Linked DNA regions of Ovis aries: region 2 is linked to region 1. A link is a contact called in public Hi-C data. All regions are on one chromosome and are shown on one strand. Each heading gives the region's core, a stretch centred on a gene start, on an enhancer-like site or on the middle of the called end of the contact. The rest is flanking DNA. Distances are from core to core; before and after follow the strand shown.

The links. A called contact is a pair of places that touch in the nucleus more often than the background predicts.
Region 2: a Hi-C map of tail adipose tissue shows a contact between it and region 1, with 2.9 times the contacts expected there. The contact joins two enhancer-like sites. A contact is called at or near these places in 2 of 16 Hi-C or Micro-C datasets (omental adipose tissue and tail adipose tissue).

Annotation. Positions count from the first base shown.
Region 1 is chr3:7,160,246-7,164,724 of ARS-UI_Ramb_v3.0, reverse strand. The region is part of intron 1 of LOC132659375 (a long non-coding RNA gene); the gene reads left to right. Among named protein-coding and RNA genes, the nearest start is that of TRNAG-UCC, 8.3 kb to the right of the region's middle. Within about 2 kb of position 2,279, at least 13 of the 54 cell types and tissues checked have an H3K27ac peak or open chromatin away from gene starts, as enhancers often do. A contact at or near this core is called in tail adipose tissue, where this site is marked.
Region 2 is chr3:7,319,851-7,324,329 of ARS-UI_Ramb_v3.0, reverse strand. PTPA (protein phosphatase 2 phosphatase activator) reads left to right here. Exons shown (of 10, transcript XM_027966316.3): 9 at 4,007-4,114. Among named protein-coding and RNA genes, the nearest start is that of PTPA, 27 kb to the left of the region's middle. Within about 2 kb of position 1,764, at least 52 of the 54 cell types and tissues checked have an H3K27ac peak or open chromatin away from gene starts, as enhancers often do. A contact at or near this core is called in tail adipose tissue, where this site is marked.

The DNA of each region.
Region 1 (4,479 bases), core at 1,030-3,529:
GGGCGGCAGGGACCCTCCCCGCCCCTGCTCTGGGCTGGGCCCCAGCTCACCCCTCCAGAAGCCACAAGTCTGGGGGGGAACCGGTGGGTGTGGGAACAGATCAATTACATCACAGTGTGAGGTCTCTGTTTTCCAAACTTTCCATCGTGAGTGTTTATTGCTGTGATAATGGGGGGTGAGAGACCCAAAGACCAAACAAACAGCATGATGAGAGAGAAGCAGAAATTGAGAAAAGGACCAGGGCTGTGGTGCGCGCAACAATAGAAGACAGAATCTTCTTGACATGGGGTGGGGGGGGGGCGGTGGCTAGGTGATGCCCCAAGGGGGCCTCCTCTGGGAGGTCCCTTGGAGGCCTGCGAAGAAAGAGAGATGGGCCAGACCCTGGGATCAAAGAGACAGAGCTGAACCTCGGGGCAGCAGAGCTTGCCTGCCACTTGCCGGCTGTGGAGGCTTGGGTAAGAGACGCCCCAGTCTCCCCCTCTATAAAATGGGGATGATGAAGCTGCCACCAGCCCCTCCACCTCTCAGGGTGGTGGTCAGGATGAAAGGAGGGAACAACCAACAGTGCTTGGAGCTGAGCCTGGCAGGGTGGGCTCTACATTCAAGTTTTTGGATAAATAAGTGGAAGCCCCGCCCGCACGTGCGCTGGGGACGCCTGCGGCCCAGCTGCTTGTTGGTGCAGGCCTGCAGCCTGTGTCAGGGAGTCGCCCCTTTCCTTCATCCTCTGCTGTGCCTCCAGTCTGCTTGTTGCAGGGGAAGAAGGGTGCTAAGCAGAGAGCTACCCCTATCAGCCCACTCTGCTGATGGCTGAGGCCCCTAGAAGGCAGGCTAGGGGCTTTGCAAGCCTCTGTATGTGGCCTCCTACTAACAGGCTGGGGAACACCTTTAGGGGGCCTGAGGTTTCCAGTGACCCCTGGTTTGGCAGCCTCTTCCCCACCAGGGCCCTGCCCTTCCCTGAGCACCATCAGCCAGCCAGGGCTGGTTTCTGCCCGTGGGGATCTGGAAGCCCCAATACAATGCCAGAACAGCTCAGACACCCTGGCATCACTGCGAGGGTGCTGCCCATCCCCTGGGCATCTCAGCCTCTGTCCATGCCCGTGGCACCCATGGAGTGGGCTGGGAGGGGCTGCATTGAGAGAGGGGAGGGTGCAAGGCCATCTGAACTCCCCAGATGGGTGAACGAGTCCAAGCCTCAGTCTCCTGGTTTGTCCAAGAGTCTATCCGTGCCCCCATGTTTCTGAAAGTCCAGGAAAACACAGCTCAGTGATGTGTCTGCTACACAGGGGGTGGCAGGTGGGGCAGGGCGCAAACGGCGGCGGCAGGTATCAGGCCCCAGCCCCAGGGCTCTGAGCCACCTTTCTGAACACTGATGCCCCGGGGCTGTGAGCCCCTCCAGGCACCCCTGTCCTTGCTCCCCGGCCGCGTGAAGGGGCCCAACCCAGTTAGCACTCGTCTGTAAGGATGTGGGCGCTCTTTCCCAGAGAACTGGGAGCCTCCTAGCAAGCGCACCCCTGCAACCTCCCTTCCCCATCTGCCTCACTCAGGCTCCAACCAGAGAAACAGAACCAGCAGATCTACGTGAAGAGATTTACCGCAAGGAATCGGTTATGCAACTGTGGAGCTGGCTAGACAAGCCTGGAATCTGAAGAGCAGGCTGGACCGAGGGGCCAGGGCTGATGGTGCTGTCTGTGGGCGGAATTTCTGCCCCATCAGGGAAGCCTCAGCTCTGCTCTGAAGGTCTTCCAAGGGATGCAACCAGGCTCACCTAGAGTGTCTAGCACAATCTGTCTCACTTTAAGTCAGCCGAGTATGGACTGGAATCACCTCCACGGGGCACCTTCGGAGTGACACTAAGATTAGTGTTTGATGGAATAGTTGGGAATGGCAGCTTTACCAGGCAGGCACCAAGCATCCCTTCACTCTTCCTCTGTCAGTGGTTTCCAGCTCCTTCCTGCTCAAGCATCAACTCTTCAGACAGCCCCCATCAGAGGCAGGGTGAGATCAGCAGGGCTCCCTCCTGCCATGAATTCGCCTGGACCCCCAGCGCTCAGCCCAGCTCTTCCTCCAGCTGTGTGTCCCTTGCTTGTGAAATCTCCCTTAACCAGCCTGGGCAAGCCATCTAGGAGCCCAGTTTGGTGTGGAGCCACCCTCAGAGAGCTGCCGGTCATTTAGAGGAGCTGTCAGGAGTCCAGAACACCAGTCTGCTGAGCGCCTCTGTTTTTCGGGCCTTCAGGCCTGGCTCTGGGCGGGATTCTCTGGTTAGCCTGCAGCTCTGGGTTGCAGGAAGCCAACCCTGTGGTTGTTTTGTTTCGATTGCACAACCCTGGAGCCAGAGGCCAGAGTGGACATCTGCTGTTTTGGCCGCCCAACACCCCTGGCCCCCTCTTTCTGGCAAAAGTCCCCCATTTGCATCACAGGGAATTCCCCCCATGTGTGCAGCCTGGGGAGTGGGCTGCCAGTCCAGATGCCCCTCCCTCCGTGCCAAGGGATGGGCCTATAGCCCCGGCTGGGTCAGCAGTCCCCCTTCCCTGAGGACGGGACTCTCACTCCTTGTCCTGATGGCCAGCCCGAGGGGCGGGTGTCGCTCCTCTCCAACATGCCCCCTTGGTTGCATCCTTGCTGGGGCCTGTCTGCCTCTCCTGTGTTTACTTCCACTCTGAACTTGCCCTCGGTCTGGGGATGAAACCTTTTACTGCTCAAGGCAAACAGAGCCCAATTTCTGTTGCTTACAACCACAGAAACCTGACTGCCTCTGAATGTCAGTCCTGGCTCTGCCCTGACTCTCTGTGTGACCCTGGGCAAGGTGGCCCCTTTCTGGCCTTAGTTTCTCCACCTGCACCTCTCAGCTGGCCTCCTGTGCTGACATCGATGACCCCACGGCTGCCGTGGCCACTGCAGCTGACCAGCAGGGACGTGTCTGCTGTCATGGATCAGCTGAGGACTTCTCTGCTCGACCCTGGGGTCTCTGGGGGTGTGTTTAGGGAGGGAGGGAAGACGGTAGCTGTGAAATCGTTGGTTTTACCTCCTCCTTATGTAGAACCATTAGTACATAAGGGGCCATATGTACATCTGCGTACATAAGGATTGATGTACTCAGCACCAAGACCTTGCTAAGCCCCCAAAACCTCAGCGTTGCACAGCTAAGCTGTTGCTTTATTTTTATTTTTTAAAAAATATTTACTTTTATTTATTTGGCTGCACCAGGTCTGTGTTGTGCCACTCTGAATCTTCCATCTTCATCACGGCATGTGGAATCTTCTAGTTGAGGCTTGTGGGATCTAGTTTCCTGAACAGGGATCGAACCTGGGTCCCCATGGAGCACAGAGTCTTGGCCATTGGACCACCAGGAAAGTCCCTACTAAGCCATTGCTTTTAGCCACTATGCTCATATTTTTGAGAATCTGGTAAAACCTCTGGATGCTCCCCTTAGACCAAAAAATATCCCTCCATCCATCTCTGCCTCCCTTCTTCCCTCCCTTCCTTTCTCTCTCTCTCACTCACACACACTTTAACACACCATTTCAGGAGAACTAGGCACAGGCTCCCGATGCCAGTCCTAACCCTCAGGCAAGCAGCTTCTGCTTTTATGAGACAAATAACCACCTTCAGTGCACAAGCCAGTGGCCTGGCCCTACATCAGATGCCTTGTAAGCATCACTGATGCACCTAAGGAGAACCACATTTGTGGTAGAGATTGCTGTTTTCACCAAATCCTAGATCATTCTCTTCCTTTTGGGCACCCAGCAGGACTACATTTCCCAGCCTCCTTTGTGGTTAGGTGTGGCCACATGACTGGGTTCTGGCCAATGGCATGTGAGCTGAAGTGATCTGCCCCACCACCCCTTTTGGCCTGCTCCATAAATTCCTTCTATGCCTTCCTCCACACTCTCTTTACCCTTCTACAAGATTACTGCAGAGAAGGAAAAGGCCCTAGAAGATGATGAACCACAGGATGAGGGAGCCTGGGCCCCTGAGTTACTGCCTGGAGCAGGGCCCCCACTTCCTCTCTACCAGCCCAGAGTAGATAGTGATGTGAATAAGAAATAAACTTTTATTTGGGGATGGTTTGTTATATCCATTAGCCCATCCTGAGTAATACAATATTTTTATTATCTGCATTCAGGGGAGCTGCTCTTTGTTGTAAAGGAATTCATCCTAGGTTGCCTTTAAAGCAGAAATCTCTGCCACTGCCTTCAGCCTGGACCCTCGAGGCTGCTGAGGGTGCATGATGGGCCTTCTGCCTGGCGCCCACCTGAACTCAAGGCATCTTTTCCAGGACCCGGATTGACCACCAGTCTCGGCCTCATCCCTTGCCCCCAGGCCCCTCCACCTGGCTTCTCTCATTTCACCATGTCTGTAGTCTGGGATCATGTTCCTTCTCATGGCTTCCCACTGCTTGGGCTGTTGTCTGGGGTCCAAAGACCATGGTTCAGAGTCAGCCGAATCTATTAGCTTTTCTCCCGAATAGCTCCTTGAGGA
Region 2 (4,479 bases), core at 515-3,014, 160 kb before region 1:
GACCTGCATATAGGTTTCTCAAGAGGCGGGTCAGGTGGTCTGGTATTCCCATCTCTTTCAGAATTTTCCACAGTTTATTGTGATCCACACAGTCAAAGGCTTTGGCATAGTCAATAAAGCAGAAAGAGATGTTTTTCTGGAACTCTCTTGCTTTTTCAGTGATCCAGCAGATGTTGGCAATTTGATCTCTGGTTCCTCTGCCTTTTCTAAAACGAGCTTGAACATCAGGAAGTTCACGGTTCACGTATTGCTGAAGCCTGGCTTGGAGAATTTTGAGCATTACTTTACTAGCATGTGAGATGAGTGCAATTGTGCGGTAGTTTGAGCATTCTTTGGCATTGCCTTTCTTTGGGATTGGAATGAAAACTGACCTTTTCCAGTCCTGTGGCCACTGCTGAGTTTTCCAAATTTGCTGGCATATTGAGTGCAGCACTTTCACAGCATCATCTTTCAGGATTTGAAAGAGCTCAACTGGAATTCCATCACCTCCACTAGCTTTGTTCATAGTGATGCTTTCTAAGGCCCACTTGACTTCACATTCCAGGATGTCTGGCTCTAGGTGAGTGATCACACCATCGTGATTATCTTGGTTGTGACGATCTTTTTTGTACAGTTCTTCTGTGTATTCCTGCCACCTCTTCTTAATGTCTTCTGCTTACGTTAGGTCCATACCATTTCTGTCCTTTATCGAGCCCATCTTTGCATGAAATGTTCCCTTGGTATCTCTAATTTTCTTGAAGAGATCTCTAGTCTTTCCCATTCTGTTGTTTTCCTCTATTTCTTTGCATTGATTGTTGAGGAAGGCTTTCTTATCTCTTCTTGCTATTCTTTGGAACTCTGCATTCAGATGCTTATATCTTTACTTTTCTCCTTTGCTTTTTGCTTCTCTTCTTTTCAAAGCTATTTGTAAGGCCTCCTCAGGCAGCCATTTTGCTTTTTTGCATTTCTTTTCCATGGGGATGGTCTTCATCCCTGTCTCATGTACAACGACACGAACCTCCATCCATAGTTCATCAGGCACTCTATCAGATTTAGTCCCTTAAATCTGTTTCTCACTTCCACTGTATATTCATAAGGGATCTGATTTAGGTCATACCTGAATGATCTAGTGGTTTTCCCTACTTTCTTCAATTTGAGTCTGGATTTGGTAATAAGGAGTTCATGATCTGAGCCACAGTCAGCTCCTGGTCTTGTTTTTGTTGACTGTATAGAGCTTCTCCATCTCCGCTAGGTGGTGCTAAAGAGACACTGAACTTAGTGGAGGTTTTGATAACAGTTGAGGTAGAGGCGTGAACCGGGAGGAGGCTGCACGCCCTCGAGTTCTAGGTTGTTCCGCACGCTCTGTTCAAGGCCTGGTTCTCCCCCTGGATCTGGTGCTTGGGCGTGGTGGGCGGCGCTGGACGCTAGTAGGGGCATGCCGCAGAGCTCAGAGTGCTGGCAGGGACTCACCTATTTGGCCAGCCCTGAGCCGGCTGGTGCGGTTCCTGTTGAAGGCACACATTGAGCTAGTTCTCCAGAGTCTGGGCTCAGCACCCAGACAGGGCTTTCGCAGCCCCTCGGTGGTGGTGAGGGAGGCCCTGACTGACGGTTGCAAGGAGCTCTGTGTGCCGTGGCCTGCGTGCTGTGGCCGGGGGCGGGGGCAGTGTTGCCGCTGCAAAACCAGGGATTCGCTAGGGCTGGCGCAGCTGGGAGACTGAACAGACGAGTCGGAAAGGAGACTGGGCCAGCCTGGGACCTGCCCTGGTGGCCCTGGGCCTCCCGCACAAGGCCGTCGTGGGGCAGGCTTCTCCACCTCAGGAAATGCAGCCCTGGCGCCTTTAAGAGCCCAGGGCAGGCAGGAAAAGAATTTCAGTTTCAATCTGGCTTCTAAATTTGGAGTTTTGGGAAGGGAGGGATCAGATTTCAGCTGGAAGGGAAGGAGCTGACAGGAAAGCGCTGTGCAGAGCCTCCCCCCCACCCCATCCCCCCTCAGTTACTGACAGAGGAACCATTTACAAAAGGCCGATTCTCTTGGGAGTGAAGAGGCAGGAACGCAGCGTCTGTGAGTAATTTCCTGCTCAATATGGCTGCTCTGACTCACAATTCCCCTGGGGTCACTGCGGGACTGCAGCTCGCTTGCTCCTTCTAGCTTTCTCTTCTCCCTTTGTGGCTAGAATGAGCTAATTTTTTTTTTTTTTTTGTCTTCTCGACCCCTTTCCTTTTTCTCCTCATCTGTTTTCCTTTCCAGAGTTACAGAGGCTCCTTCCAAAGGACTGAAGGGTGGGGGTGGGCCAGCCCCTCTAGAGAAAGCATCTTTGGCCTTTCCAGGGAGGGGGCCAGGGCCTCTGGGGCCTCGGGGCTCAGGCCTCCCCCTGGCTCTGCCAGGGTGCCAGAGAGGCCTTTCGGCTTGCCATCCTGTGCCCCTAGTGGGGAAGGCTGGCCGACGCCCCCTTGCTAGCCTTGGCCTAAGAGCCGTTGCTGAGCAGACTCGTGGAGCTGCAGCTGTGACAGGCCAGCAGGGTGCCTCCTGGGTGGTTTCTCACAGGGCTCAGTCCAGAGTGAGACTGGTTCTATAGCTCCAGTGATCCCTGAGCTTCTCAGGGCCTGGAAGTATGCAAGAGAGGGCTGGAGCCTGGCACTCCTCCTGTGGGGCAGGGCGCCTGGGGAAGGGGCGGGGCGAGGGGAGGATGGGGGTGGAGTCTGATGGAGTGGGGCTCCGGAACAAGCTCTGAGGGCTGAGGGCGAGGGCCAGCACCTGCAGGCTGGGGGCTCCTGGCTGCCTTCCTGCAGGAAGGAATCTTAGAGAGAGGAGGGGGAAGTCTGGGTGAAGGGACCAGCCCAGGAGAAGCCCAGTGGGGACCTTGGGCCGTGGCCTCACTGCTCAGGGAAGGAGCCCATTGTCCATGCTACTGAACCGGGGGGTTGAGACAGGTTTTTTGGGGGGACTTGGGCCAGGGGAGGGAGATGACAGGGGTAAAATGGCAGCGTTTTCAGCTTTGATCTTGCAGTTTTGTAAGAGTTGCCCTCCCTGGGGGAGTGAGAGAGTGAGTCCACAGCCATGGGTGAGGGCTTTGTGCTCATGGGGCCCGCACTCATGCCCCAGTACGGAGAGGGGGCTGAGGGACCCCGTCCCTTCCCCCTGGAACAGCTCTCTACCAGCCCTGCCTCCACACACAGCCTCTTCTGGAACCTTCCACCTACTCGAGGTCCAAGTCAGCTTTCTCGCCAGCTCAGCCTCTGCTTTTCAGACTCTTTCTTTTGAAGCCTGCGCTCAGGGTGCTGAGCCCCGTACCCCAGCATCAGCCGGGGAGGGGGCAGTGTGGAGGGGATCGTGAACTACCTGTTAATAAATATGGACGTGCTGGCCTTGTGCTGTCTGAGGGGTGCACTCAGACGCATGCGCTTCCTCATCTCAGCGCTGGTTTCTGAGATCATGGGGGCTCCATTGGGCCTGCTGCAGGATTTCTTCCAAGAGGAGGGACTGGGACCGTACGGTCCTTGCTCCTGCCTGTCCCTTGCTGCTGGGGTTGCCGTCCCTTCTCCATTCGGCTGCCAGGTGAGACTGGCCTTCTAAAGACCTTCCTCCCGCATCTGCTGCAGGTGACCGTGTTTTTCCCCTCTTTTCCTTCCTACCTCCGCCTCCCATGAAGAAGGCAGTCGGGTGCTTGGGCTTGGTCCAGGCCCTCTCCCAAACCAACCCTTCCCTAGGCTCTTCCAGCTCTGCCTGTGGCAGGCCTAGAGGGACCCTGTCTCTGGCACGTGTGTGTATGCGTGCGCATGGGCACATGCACTCGTGCGCCTGCCTGCACGACTGCCACCCCATAGGTGCATGCTGCCACCTGGTCTTCGTGAGAGTGTGTGCGCGTGTGTCTGTATACATGGCCATGTGTGTTTGTGTGCATGTGTGTGTTTGTGCTTCCATGTTGCGTGGGTGTACACATGTGTGTGCTGGAGCAGCCTTGCTGCAGGGGAGCAGGGGGTAGGCTCCAGGGCCCACCTCTCCAGCTTGTGAACTCTTCTTTTCCAGATGAAGACAGGCCCCTTTGCAGAGCACTCCAACCAGCTGTGGAACATCAGCGCGGTCCCCTCCTGGTCCAAAGTGAACCAGGGTCTCATCCGCATGTATAAGGCTGAGGTGAGTGGGGACTGGCTGGCGCTCTCGGTTCTGGGCGCCCTCTCCCCCCGCCCCCCGCCACTGTTCTGCTCTTGGTCCAGCTCTGAGTTGTGGGCCAGCCCCCTCTCACACCTGAGGCCTGTGAATCTCTGTTCATGGATGGGCAGCCGGAAAAGCCCTGTGACGGAGGCCAGATCCTGCTGCCCCCGGGTCTCTGTTCCTACTTGTCAAATGCCTGGAGGCGCTTCTCAGCTCTGTGTCCTGTGGGGACGCAAAAAAGGAAACAGGCTTGGGAAAAGGCTCTATCCTTTGGAGACGTCATCCAAAGTGCTGTTTCTCCCACTTTGGTGTGTCTGATGGCTGGGCAGGTAGGAGGTGTTGGGGGG